Linked DNA regions of Mus musculus: all the other regions are linked to region 2. Evidence: chromatin contacts called from public ChIA-PET and Hi-C data. All regions are on one chromosome and are shown on one strand. Each heading gives the region's core, a stretch centred on a gene start, on an enhancer-like site or on the middle of the called end of the contact. The rest is flanking DNA. Distances are from core to core; before and after follow the strand shown.

The links. A called contact is a pair of places that touch in the nucleus more often than the background predicts. ChIA-PET counts read pairs in DNA pulled down with a chosen protein or histone mark.
Region 1: an RNA polymerase II ChIA-PET map of memory CD8 T cells shows a contact between it and region 2, with 10 read pairs. The contact joins two enhancer-like sites. A contact is called at or near these places in 4 of 115 datasets of contacts at active chromatin or transcription factors (embryonic basal ganglia, fibro-adipogenic progenitors, memory CD8 T cells and 1 more).
Region 3: a Hi-C map of Th1 cells shows a contact between it and region 2, with 4 times the contacts expected there. The contact joins two enhancer-like sites. A contact is called at or near these places in 3 of 484 Hi-C or Micro-C datasets (Th1 cells, bone marrow-derived macrophages and cerebral cortex), 7 of 115 datasets of contacts at active chromatin or transcription factors (craniofacial prominence, embryonic basal ganglia, embryonic fibroblasts and 3 more) and 3 of 9 other capture datasets (embryonic stem cells, liver and pancreatic islet).

What each region holds. Positions count from the first base shown.
Region 1 is chr9:121,017,194-121,021,186 of GRCm38.p6, reverse strand. All of the region lies in intron 35 of Ulk4 (unc-51-like kinase 4), which reads left to right. Among named protein-coding and RNA genes, the nearest start is that of Gm34945, 42 kb to the right of the region's middle. Within about 2 kb of position 2,101, at least 18 of the 459 cell types and tissues checked have an H3K27ac peak or open chromatin away from gene starts, as enhancers often do. A contact at or near this core is called in memory CD8 T cells, where this site is marked.
Region 2 is chr9:120,690,579-120,694,354 of GRCm38.p6, reverse strand. No RefSeq gene overlaps it. Among named protein-coding and RNA genes, the nearest start is that of Gm39458, 17 kb to the right of the region's middle. Within about 2 kb of position 2,499, at least 179 of the 459 cell types and tissues checked have an H3K27ac peak or open chromatin away from gene starts, as enhancers often do. A contact at or near this core is called in Th1 cells, cerebral cortex, embryonic stem cells and 1 more, where this site is marked.
Region 3 is chr9:120,959,853-120,963,497 of GRCm38.p6, reverse strand. It overlaps Ctnnb1 (catenin (cadherin associated protein), beta 1), which reads right to left. Exons shown (of 15, transcript NM_007614.3): 15 at 2,991-3,645. Among named protein-coding and RNA genes, the nearest start is that of Mir7090, 6.6 kb to the right of the region's middle. Within about 2 kb of position 1,592, at least 106 of the 459 cell types and tissues checked have an H3K27ac peak or open chromatin away from gene starts, as enhancers often do. A contact at or near this core is called in Th1 cells, cerebral cortex and embryonic stem cells, where this site is marked.

The DNA of each region.
Region 1 (3,993 bases), core at 852-3,351, 330 kb before region 2:
CCCTCAGGACTCCCACTATTGACACATACCCCAATACAAGATTCACACTATTCACACTGCCCCCCCCAGGACTCTGACTAGTCATACAGGACTCTCACTATTCACACTGCTCCTCCACAGGACTCTCATTATTCATACTGTACACCCACAGGACTCTCAGTAGTCACACTGCCCTTCCCAACAGGACTCTCACTAGTCACACAGCTGTCTTTTGCTACAGTTTAAATGGCATAGGGCTTATGCCTACTTATTCTAACATTAATAATAAAAAAAAGAGTAAGCCTGTGTTTTGGGGTGCTACAGTTTAGGTCCTCTGAGAAAATTTGTCAAAAGAGAACCACCATGCTCACTGAATATTGGGAGCTGGGGGAAGTTATTAAGAGATAGGCAGTAAATGACACAGTTGACAATAGCAAATCAAATGTATTCCTCACAGGAGGCTTCAGGCCTCATTTGTGTGTCTGAAACATCCCAATGATTGCCACACCTCACCTCGTCCTAATAAGGCTCGATGGGTCTTAGATGATCCCCGTTCCTTATAGGAAAGCATGTAACATCACCAGCAGTTAGGCACAGAGCCCAAGGGGACAGCCTTGTCCCCGGGGTGGCCTTAAATGTGGAAACACACTGAATTTTAAAGCATGCATTTTTCATCTTACCAAGGTCAAAATGATAAGCAATTTAAATTACGTGTAAGGGGAGAAAGTACGGGAAAGTTAAATGAGATCCAGGTGTTTATCTGCAAGAAGCCGCTGGATCGCCGTAGGGCTAGAGGAGGGTTTGCGGAGGGCGTCTGTTCCCTAGTCTTCTGCTCTGATTTTCATGACATCTTCGGCTTGCCGTTTCATTTCCACATACCCAGTAACGAGATAAACAAAGCGTGGACTACGGGACAATGCTAGTTAAACATTTATACAATCTATCCTGTCATTCCCAGAAACTATTAAAATGTAATGTTCTTATACAAAATCATTCATTATACATTTATAAGTAGCCTGACGAGCGGGGAGGTGCCGTCCTGTGGCCTGTGGCTGACTGCTATGGATTCGGGTGGCAGCTGCTCTCTGAGTCCTAGTTCTTCGGTGATTAGATGCCATGGTGCCCTGGGACACGCTGCATTTCGTTTGCATGAAGCACGAGGCTGATTATGCGTTTGGGTTTGAGACCTTCTGAAATGATCCCACACACAACCGTCTTGACAGCTCTCCTACAGAAGGAAGGTGACTGTGAAGACCTCTCTACCTTAAAGTCTCTATTAAGAAAGTATCCAGAGAGGGGATACAAGGAAGGAAGTCACTCAGTTTCCAGGAGTGTGTGTCCCTCCATGGCTCCAGTCTACAGCACACACTGTACAAGGAAGTGGGGTGGGGGAAGACAAGGAAGTGGGGTGGGGGAAGACAAGGAATTGGGGTGGGGGAAACAAGGAAGTGGGGTGGGGGAAGACAAAGAAGTGGGGTAGGGGAAGACAAGGAAGTCAGGTCGGGGAAGGCAAGGAAGTGGGGGAAGGCGTGAAAGTGGGGTAGAAGACATGGAAGGAAGTAGGGGTGGGGATTGGGGTAGCTAGCCTTTGTAGTGTAAAAGGAACCTCGCAGGAGTGTGGCTATAATCTCTGTAGGACCGCCCAAACTTGACTGGTGTTTGAGGCTTTCTTTCTCTTCTGAACCCTAAGTCTTTTCTCATTTGAACAGTAAATACTACGGTCAGGCTGGTTCTCGGTGCCCTGGGATGTGGCATGGGAACTGTGTACATCCTTGGCAGGCAGCATAGAGATTCTGTAGCTATGGTGGCAGTTGAACTATTATGCCCAAGTCCCAGGGACCCCAAAGACCACCAGAAGAGCCAATTCTGATGCAAACACATAAGGGTCTTCATTAAGAACTCCTGAGCAAGGTCTCTCACCATCCCATTGCAGCAGGTCAGAAGTGAGAGCCCTGAGTCTAGGGGCACAGGGTTTTATTGTGGTTACAGCAAGCTGGGAGAATTTTCATATGAGTCAGCAAGTTAATATTTTGAAAACTGCATCTCTGGTGTAATCTGCAGGAACCCTACATGGGGGCAAACCCACCTGACACACAGGATGGCTAAGTTATCTATTCTCTGCAGGGTGTCTTAGGTTATCTCTGTGTACCTTGACCCTACTGTTGCAATGTTTGTTCAAGTGGGCTTTGTGGTTTTCTTCCTGAAATTGGAGTTTAGCCCCTGGTCTCACACAAAATGAAGTTTCTTTAAAAACAGCATTGGCTGGGCTTTCCAGTACCACTTTGCAGGGTGGGCAGTCAGTAGTTTCTGAGACCAGGTGGTTACCAGGAGGCAAATCAGAGGAAAGGGACAGCCATGGCCATTATCTCAGGCTGTGCCCCTTCTAGACATTTTCCCCCCTCATTCTTAGAAAGGCCAGTTACTCAGAAATCAAGCAAAACAAAGCCAGAAACAACAGGTGTGGACTGTGCCGCCCTTGTTGGTGACAGAGAAAGACAGCTCTGTTACTATCAGTCTGTGTGAAGAGCGGGGAGGTAAATTTGATGAATAGTGAGCTTGCATGAAACATGGGCATGAGTTGTGCTTGTGGAGAAATGGCTTTCACAGATAACATTTATCATAGTGTAGTGTTAAATGAAGTACATACCATGAGTATGGGAAATACACTAGGATATAGCCTGGTACATTTATGTCCATATCAATAATGGCAAAATGGACAACCTGATCTACATTTGACTCTTCAGAAAGGTTGTGTGGCTTTGGGAGTGCCGCTGTGGGGAAAGAAGAACATAAAGAAAAAGGATGCTGTTCCATCAAGAGATAGAGCCTGGTGCCTTGGGCCCTGAATTCTGTAGAGAGACTCCTCCAATGAGAAACCACGTGCAAGGAAATCGGAGTTCTGTGCAGGCTGGATGAGGTGCCAGTGGGTGGGAAAGGCTGGCGTGGCCTTTCCTAGAGCCCAGTTATAAAGGAGGTAAAGGTACCCTCCAGCTGACTTTATGCTATGGGAGTCAAAAGTAGTGACACTGGCTGCTTTACCCCAGGGCCACAAAGGGCAGGTGGTGGTAGGTAGACACATTTCATGCTGCCAAATACAGGCTAGAGGGAACATGAGTTCAAGCTGTCCCAAGTCAAAGGGACCCAGATAGAGGCTGTCAGGAGCCAACCTAGATAGTCAGGTCTCCTTAAGACTGTCCCCAGAGCAGGGTTAGGAGGCATGTGCCATCCAGCTGGTTCCCATGCCTGTCCTGAGCCATGACTGAGTGTGTGACTGGCCTGCAGGAATTGTACTGGATATGAATAAGGAGGAGTGCTGGATTTGTCTTTACTGTGAGAACTGTGTCGATGACTTTCCATTTGCAGTGGCCTTTAAGGTGGTCTGAGCCCTAAGGTGCTGTGCCATAAAAGACTCTGACCAAAACCACTTGAGGAAGAAAGGGTTTATTTCAGCTCACAGCTCAAGGCTATGGTCCACAATGGCAGGGAAGCCGGCTGGTCCCATGTCATCCACAGTAAGGAAGCAGAGAGTGATGAGTGCCGGCACTCAGCTCACTTTCTCCCTCTTAGTCCAGGATCTCTGTCTAGGGAATGGTGCTGCTCATAATGGGCTGGTCTCCCACCTCCATTAACCTGATCAGCATTGCCCCTTCCCAAGAATGCTCATCTCCTAGGAGAGCAGTGCAGTAAGAGCTCTCTGGCATAGCCGCCCTGAAGGACCTCAAGTGATACGAGAGCGTGAAGGTGACAACTGACCCTGATGAGACAGTGCAACTGACCCTTAGCTCTAGAGACAATGAGACAAGCGACTTAGAGAAAGGGACACTGAGATCCATTAGTGTGAAATGTAACGGGACTGGATCCTGGAGCCGCCGTTAACTGCAGCATGGAGCCAGAGTGGGGAACGCATGACAGGAAGGGGATTCTAGAGTGGAGCGTGACATGTTGGTGGAACAGGGAGGAAGGAATGAAGTAGACAAGGTCATGCAGAGCCTGCCCTAGGAGGGCCTTGGTACA
Region 2 (3,776 bases), core at 1,250-3,749:
CAGAATTTGAGCAATGTGAATGAATAGGGAGAACAGATACAAAGGTCCAGTGGACCCCAGGTCCATCTTTGTGGTCACCCCAGGTCCTTCTTTGGGTTGACTCCAGGTCCATCTTTGGGGTGACTCCAGGCCCATCCTTGGGGTCACCCCAAGTCCTTCTTTGGGTTGACTCCAGGTTCATCTTTGGGTTGACTCCAGGTCCATCTTTGGGGAGAACCCAAGTCCTTCTTTGGGGAGATTCTAGGTCCTTCTTTGGGGTGACTCCAGGTCCTTCTTTAGAGTGACCCCAGGCCCTTCTTTGGGGTGACCCAGGTCCTTCTTTGGGGTGACCCCAGGCCTATCTTTGGGGTGACTCCAAGTCCTTCTTTGAGATCACCCCAATTCCGTCTTTAGGGTGACATGAGCTTTAAGTAGAGGAAGAAGAGGAGAAAAGGTGTGTAGCCCTGGGCCAGGCGTGACCCTGATGATCACCATGCCAGCTGTGGCTCTAGAAGATGATCATCCAGGGTGTGGCCTTGGCTTTGACTCCTGGATAGCTGCCTTCTCCTGGGGTTTCTGTTCTTAGAATCCAGGGTAGATATAGATCCAGGTTAGGACAGTGACTTATCCTTGTTTTTTAGTCCTGGAAGCAGGCTGAACTATGCTAGGTAGGCAGACACAGGCATTCCTGTGCTGAGTCAGGCAGAGCTCTGAACCAAAGCCAGGGACACAGACAGGGAATGAAGGCAGAGATGGCAGGCTCCGCCCTTTTGGTCCAGGTGAAGAGTCAGCACTTTTAATCAAGAGCAACAACTAAGGGCCTCTTAGAGAGATCTGGGTGAAGTTGACAGAGTGCAGGGCACTCAGAGAGGGGAGGAGAACCATCTGAGTTGTGAGTGCAAAAGCAACTGAGATTCTTGCCGTTTTCTTTCCTGTGCTGCTGTGTTTTAAGTCTCTCTCTCTTGTTGGTATGAAGGATGCAACATTTCTTCAGGGGTTTGGGTATCCACAGTTCGCTCCCACCTGCCCTGACAGCACAGGCTTGCCATTGTGTGAATGCCAGCTTACTCTCTGCAGAACCTCACACGGCTGGCATCTAGGAACAAGAAATGGAGCCAACAGCTTTCGGCCGATGAGAGGTGGAGTTGGTAGAGGAAGTCCAACTTCTTGTGTTGGTTGGTTGGGACCCTTCACAGTTGTTCCCAAGACAGCAGCAGCCTCACTTGGGAACTCACAGAAATGGAAGCTATCAAGGTCCGCCACTACATACTGACTGAATCAGAAACTGAAGCTGGGCCCCAGCAGACAGGGCTCCACAGCTTTCCAGGCAACTCTCCTGCGTGTGCAGATATAGCCGTGCATGCTGTTTCCCAGAGTGTCCTTGCGGCTCTAGCTGCCTAGGGCTAACCTGTTTATAAATGGAGTGTGTGCTGTTCTGACCACAAGTCTCCAATATCATCTTACTCGTGAGAAAGCAGGGAAGGTTGTATTCTGGAGAATGCGTGCGTGTTTCTGCTGGTACCATATACAGAGTTGGTACAGTCTAGAGATGGAGTATTTTCCTATCTATGAATATTCATCTATCTACAGTCACACGCATACATAATTGCTTATTTACATGCAAATCCGTGGAGATCTGCATTAGATAGAAAGGAATAAAAAAAAAGTTAGCTGATTGTTGTAGAGTTGAAGCCAACAAGACTGCAAGTGTCTGACCCCATACCTGGACAAAGTACACACTCAATGAAAACAAACATAAATGCCCACGGCCCTTCAGAAGGGTGACATGTAAAGCATGTCTGGGATAGCCCCCAAGCGAAGGGGCCTAGGAACTCCGAGGAACAAGAATGTCTCAGACACAGATTTGAGGGAGAATCTGGAGCTATGTCTCGGCTCTCGCCTTCAAAATCAACCTCTGTGTTCCGCCTGTGGCCTCTGCCACAGAGCTAAGGATGTGAGAGGCACCAGCTGGCCTGCGCCTGTGGTGACCGTCCCCACTTTTCCTCTTTGCATCAGTAAAGCATCCCTCTACCCAGGAGGGGAGTGAATCTATTGCTCTGTGGGCAGATGGCTCTCTCGCTTCTGAGAAAGTAGGCTGTTTTGTTACTCTTCTCGCTACTGTGGCAGGAAGCAACCTGAGGGTGTGCTGTGGCTCACACAGCCTGCCAGCCTGATGGCGTCAAGAACCACCTTCAGACAAACCCCTCTGAACTTCTGTGAAGAAGTTTCTAGATTATTTACTTGAGGTGGTACTACCCAGCCTAAACGTGGGTGGTACTGGGATCCCTGACTGAGTACAAAGATGAAAGCGCTGAGCACAGACGTGCACGCAAGCGTGTGTGTGTGTGTGTGTGTGTGTGTGTGTGTGTGTGTGTGTGTGTGTGGTGTGTGTGCGCGCGCGAGGAACCAGGAATCCCCACTGGCTGCAAACTTCAAGGCTGGGTCCCCAGTGAGCATCTCTCCCGAGCATGGAGAAGGCACAGAAGGGCCAAGCCTCTACTACTGCCTGCTTCTACAGGAACCGCTGGAGGGAAGTGAAGAGCAGTGTGTGTAGATGCCGCCCCCGTCCCAGGCCCCGCCCCCTGCATGGCCCCAGCTAGTGACTTGCAGCCGGGACAGCCAGCCTTCTGCATCCCGGCAGGGTGCCGGGAAGTAATTCACTGCAGAGGCTCCTCCTCAGTGCAGTTTCCTGTGGCCAATTATTTTGGGAACGAGGACTGGAGGTTTGGGTGGAGGAGGGGCAGTCAAGGGCCTGGAAGCAAAAGGGCATGAGGCTGATCCGGCCTCCATGCCCTGATGTAGAGGTAGCCTCCACCCTCCACACGAACACAGAAGCGTCACATGGACCCGCATTGTGTGGCTTGGAAGTCCTCCGCTTGTACACCATCCCTCCAGAGTCAGGAACCAGACGCTGGAAGGCAGCCTTTTAGTTTTTTTTTTTTTTTTCCACTATGGGAGGAATGAAGCGGGGAGGAGGGGTCCACACACTCACACGATCCAAGTAGACTTCTCCTAGTTTGTTTTTCTGACACATTGGAAACCGCACAGTGCAGAGAAAATTCGTCTCACATGCTCAGGCCTGCTTTCCCGGAACGCATCCAGAGACGGCTGTGTCAACACTGCTCAGCCAGCCAGCCTCAAAGGGATGGGCTCTGTCAAGGAAAAACTCAACCCAGACCCTGGCGTGAGGGGGCGGCGGGGGCTTTGTGTATCCTTTAAAGGGAGAGTGGGCCTCTAAGCGGACCAGGCACTTCCCCCACCACGCAGTTGTCCCCACACCACCCCTGTATCGCAGGGGTTCCCCGTCCCAGATGGTGCTGAGCTGTGTGTGTGTGTGTTCAGCTGCTCTGCTTCCTCTGAAGCCACAGGGAGGAACCGGAGAGGGAGCCAGGAGGATGGAGGAAGCCTGGGTGGAGGATGTTCCTGGTGGCTAGAGCAGCTAGGTACCACACTGGATGCTGATTTGGATGGAGAGGAGCCTCAGAAGTGAGTCCCCAGAGTTTGAGATCTGGACGTCAACCCTCAGTGTTCAAGACCCAGATGTAACACCACCACCTCCCCCCACACCCCACCACCAAGTGTTAAGAGACCTGGACCTAATTCCCACGCTGTTGTTTGAGATGCAGATGTAACCAAGCCCTCTCTTAAGAGACCTAGCTGTAAATCTCACCCCAACCTAGCCCTAACAGATTCAAATGCAAACTCTCCCCTACTCATTCCCCTATTCACTACTGTAAATTCCCAGTGTGAGATCAGGTGTAAGCATCGGGTGTTTCTGTGAAACTGGAGCTTCCTCT
Region 3 (3,645 bases), core at 343-2,842, 270 kb before region 2:
AAGGGGCCTGGGGTGTGAAGCAGGGTTGCTGTCTTGCTAGACACTAGGCCTGGCAGCCACCGCCCACGCCTCCCATTCCCTGCTTCTCCCACTCAAGGTGATATGGCTTGCTCCCCAAGCTTATAAACTACTGTGGAATAGATGAACACACTGGCTAGTGGGGGGAAGGAGGCAAGCACAGCTCCTCCTCTGCCCCGCCTCCCTGCCCTGTGCTGGCCCAGGCTCCAGCCTGCACTGCAGCCTCACTCCCTAACTCCAGCAGCCACTAAGCACACCAGGCACAGACAGAAGCAGAGCACCAGGCAGGCGGCTGGCCCCAGCTCAAGCCTTTGCCCTAAACCATAGCCTGAAAGTAGGGGCTGGTTGTGCTGCCCTCAAGAAATACCAGAAAGTAAGTGGCCACAGCTGCCCTGAGGATACCTAGGTAGCTGTGGTGGCCATCTTTTGTTTTCTGTGTGCACTCACAGACTCCGGGGACCCTGGGCTGGCATATCCTGTGCTCTATTCCAGCAGAGAGCTGCTGCACAAGGTGAGTGGAGGGTTTGCTCCCCCATCCCAGCCAGCTCACAAACGGCCTTTACTCCCTTCCCCAGACACTGAAAAACCAGCCACAGTCCGGGTGGCTCAGCTGTGGTAACCTCAAAGGCAGCACAAGAAGGCAAAGAATCATTGGCCTCTTGTGACTTTCTTGGTCATATGGTTGGCCTAGGCAGAAGCTTGGGACCCCAGTGGTAGAGGATGTGACTAGCAGCTTTAACCAAGAGGCAACAGGCCCAGAATCACAGATGCTACTCAACCTTGTGCAGCAGGTAGTCTCTTTGTTTTTGTAGTGGCTCTGTTCAAGACCCCATATGCCCCAAGGGCAGCAGCCATGTTCTACTTTTCTATTGATGCACTCAGCCACACTGGAGTCTTTTACTGAATGCTCACTAAAATGGCCATGTGACAGCTTATTTAGCTGTTGGGAGTTTCTATTACCCACAATGCTCTGCCTTTGACAGCACCTCAAGCTCTTGAGAATATCTGGCTTACAGTCTGCTGGCCCCACCCCAAACAGACACAGGGTGTGGTTTCTATTGTTCATGAAGATCTCTTGGAAATACAAATGGCACTCTTCCCAGTCTAAGAGGTCTTTGCCTCTCCTTTTGAAAAATTGTGTGCCTGTCCACCCCAGTGCACTGCTCTCTGGGGTCCGTTGCCTTCCACTTTGTGAAGACAGTGCCTTTTTAAAAACACAATCTCACTTTCATTTACTGGGTACCACTGCTGCTTGTGGAATGGGGAAGTTGGCTTCCCCTCTGCTACCTGGATCAACTCTGACCCGCTGAGTCATCTCACCAGCCTGAGGCAGGGTTTCTCTTGCCACATCTGGCTTTTTAAAAATACAGGCTCCAGAACTCCAACTAGGATGACCAGGTTTTCGCCTGCTGAGCCAGCCCTCTCTGGGGCTGCTTGCTTGGCCTCACCACTGACTGAAGAGACCTATAACTTCTTCTAATGTTGGCAGTTGAGGAGTCAGGGGTAGGAGAATGGACAGACCACATTCCACAATGCTGCCTTCTCCTTCAGATCTCACCAGTTTATAATTGTACTCAGGATACTACTTTCAGGAGGCAGTGTGGTAGAAGATCTCTCTCTAGAGAACAGACAGCCATCAGACCTGTCAGATCAAGAGCAGCTGCTTATCTTGCCAGCACCTTTCACTATCAGGACCCAGATCAAAGTACCTCATCTGTGCCCTTGGCGTGGTGGCTGCTGCAGAGGAAGGAGTCAGGTGTCTAGCTCCCAAGGACAGCTCAAAACTGGAGCTGCAGTCAGAAAGCTGCTCTGGAAGCCCCATCTTCCCTTCCCTTCACCTGCACCTGTGTCAGAACCAGGACAGCTGCTTAGGAGCTCCCACCTACAGCATTGCTTCAGACGTGTGGGTGCCTGCCAGCATCCTGTGCACCTCACCCCTCCAGGCATGCCTCTGTGAATGCTGCCCTACCGAGTGTGCTAAAGTGCTAGTAGAGTATGGTGTTTGCTTTCCTACAAGCCTCCAACCACTGCCCGTGAGGCATGCCTACATCTCAGACAGCACCCATCTGCACTTCTGTCCCTTTGCCACCTCTGCAGGTAGGACTTGGCTCTGTATCATCCTTGTGCTTCTAGGTATTCCAGAACTACCACCATACGGAATACCCTGCTGCGGTCCCTCACATAAAAGGGTGACTGGAGTAAAGCTCTACCCCTGTTAGCCGGACCCCACCAAGGTATCTCTGAGGACTTCCTCACAGGACCCTCTTCCTCCTGTGAATTTAACAGGCACAATCTTAAGACTCAGGAAAGCACAACACAAATTCTCACTTTTTAGAAAACCCAACCACGAGTTGTAACACATCTTTCTTTGTAGGAAATGTGTACAAAGTCTGCTTGACAGACCTACCACCAAAATGACAGATCATCTGGCAGGCCACAGGGAAGGAGCCCATTTTGGTTTTAAGATCAGATAAACACGGTTACTGGTTGAAATGACTAGAAGGGTTGTCCTCTCCAAGTGAGCCTCACTAGCAATGATGTTTAAGTTCAAACCCAGGCAGAGCCTCACTCCTGCAGTGGGACGGCAGCAGCCTAAGGAGGCTTAGTCAGCTTAGTCAGCTCCAGCTCTAGCTGCTGCTCAGTGTAGCACAGAGACTACTGCAGGAAGCCTGCCTGCTCCTGGGCGAGAGGGTGAGCTGAAGGGCTGGTTACACAGGCTTCCTCAGCCCTTTGGTCAGAAGTGCAGTCAGCCAGTGACAATATTCAAGGCCTACAAAGGCTTCCTTCCTGTGGTTTGCCTGGGTTTTGATGTGACACTGCTAAGGGTCACCGAGCACTCCCATCCAGACTTGGTCCTTCTCTACCCAGACAGCCCGGGTACCCCGACAGCGCCCCTTCCTTCCCCTGGGCAAGCTGGGCGCCTTCATCACCCTGAGCAACCATCTCACGACAAACAAACAAAATGACACAAGTGAATGAATTAAAAGTTTAATTCTGAACCATTTCTATAACCGCATCTGTTGAAGCATTGTATCACAGCAGGTTACAACAACTTTGGGATAAAAGGCAACTGGTATACTGTCCAAAACAAGGCTCAAATAACACCTCTTACTGATTTACCCTACCGCACGTATCCCCGATAAAGTTTTTGTTCAAAAACATGAAATAGATCCACCTGCTTATTTTAAGCATATTAAAAAGGAAACTAATCGGACCATTTCTATCTGTCTATTTATACAAAAGGCTACACAATGTTACACGTCTCCAGATTACAATTAGCGTGATTATGAATTAGTGTTCTACACCATTACTCGGTTCTTAGAAATCAGAAATTGCTGTAGCAGGTTCACTAGAACATAACACTACTTAAAAACTAACAGTTACTGCAAAAAATAAAAGCAAGCAAAGTCAGCACCACTACAGATATTAAAACAAAGAACAAGCAAGGCTAGGGTTTGATAACGCCATCTTGTGATCCATTCGTGTGCATTCTTCACTGCGTGAGTCACTCCCCAAATCCATTTGTATTGTTACTCCTCGACCAAAAAGGACCAGAACAAAAAGCGTACTTCGACTGTTCCCATAGGAAACTCAGCTTGGTTAGTGTGTCAGGCACTTTCTGAGATA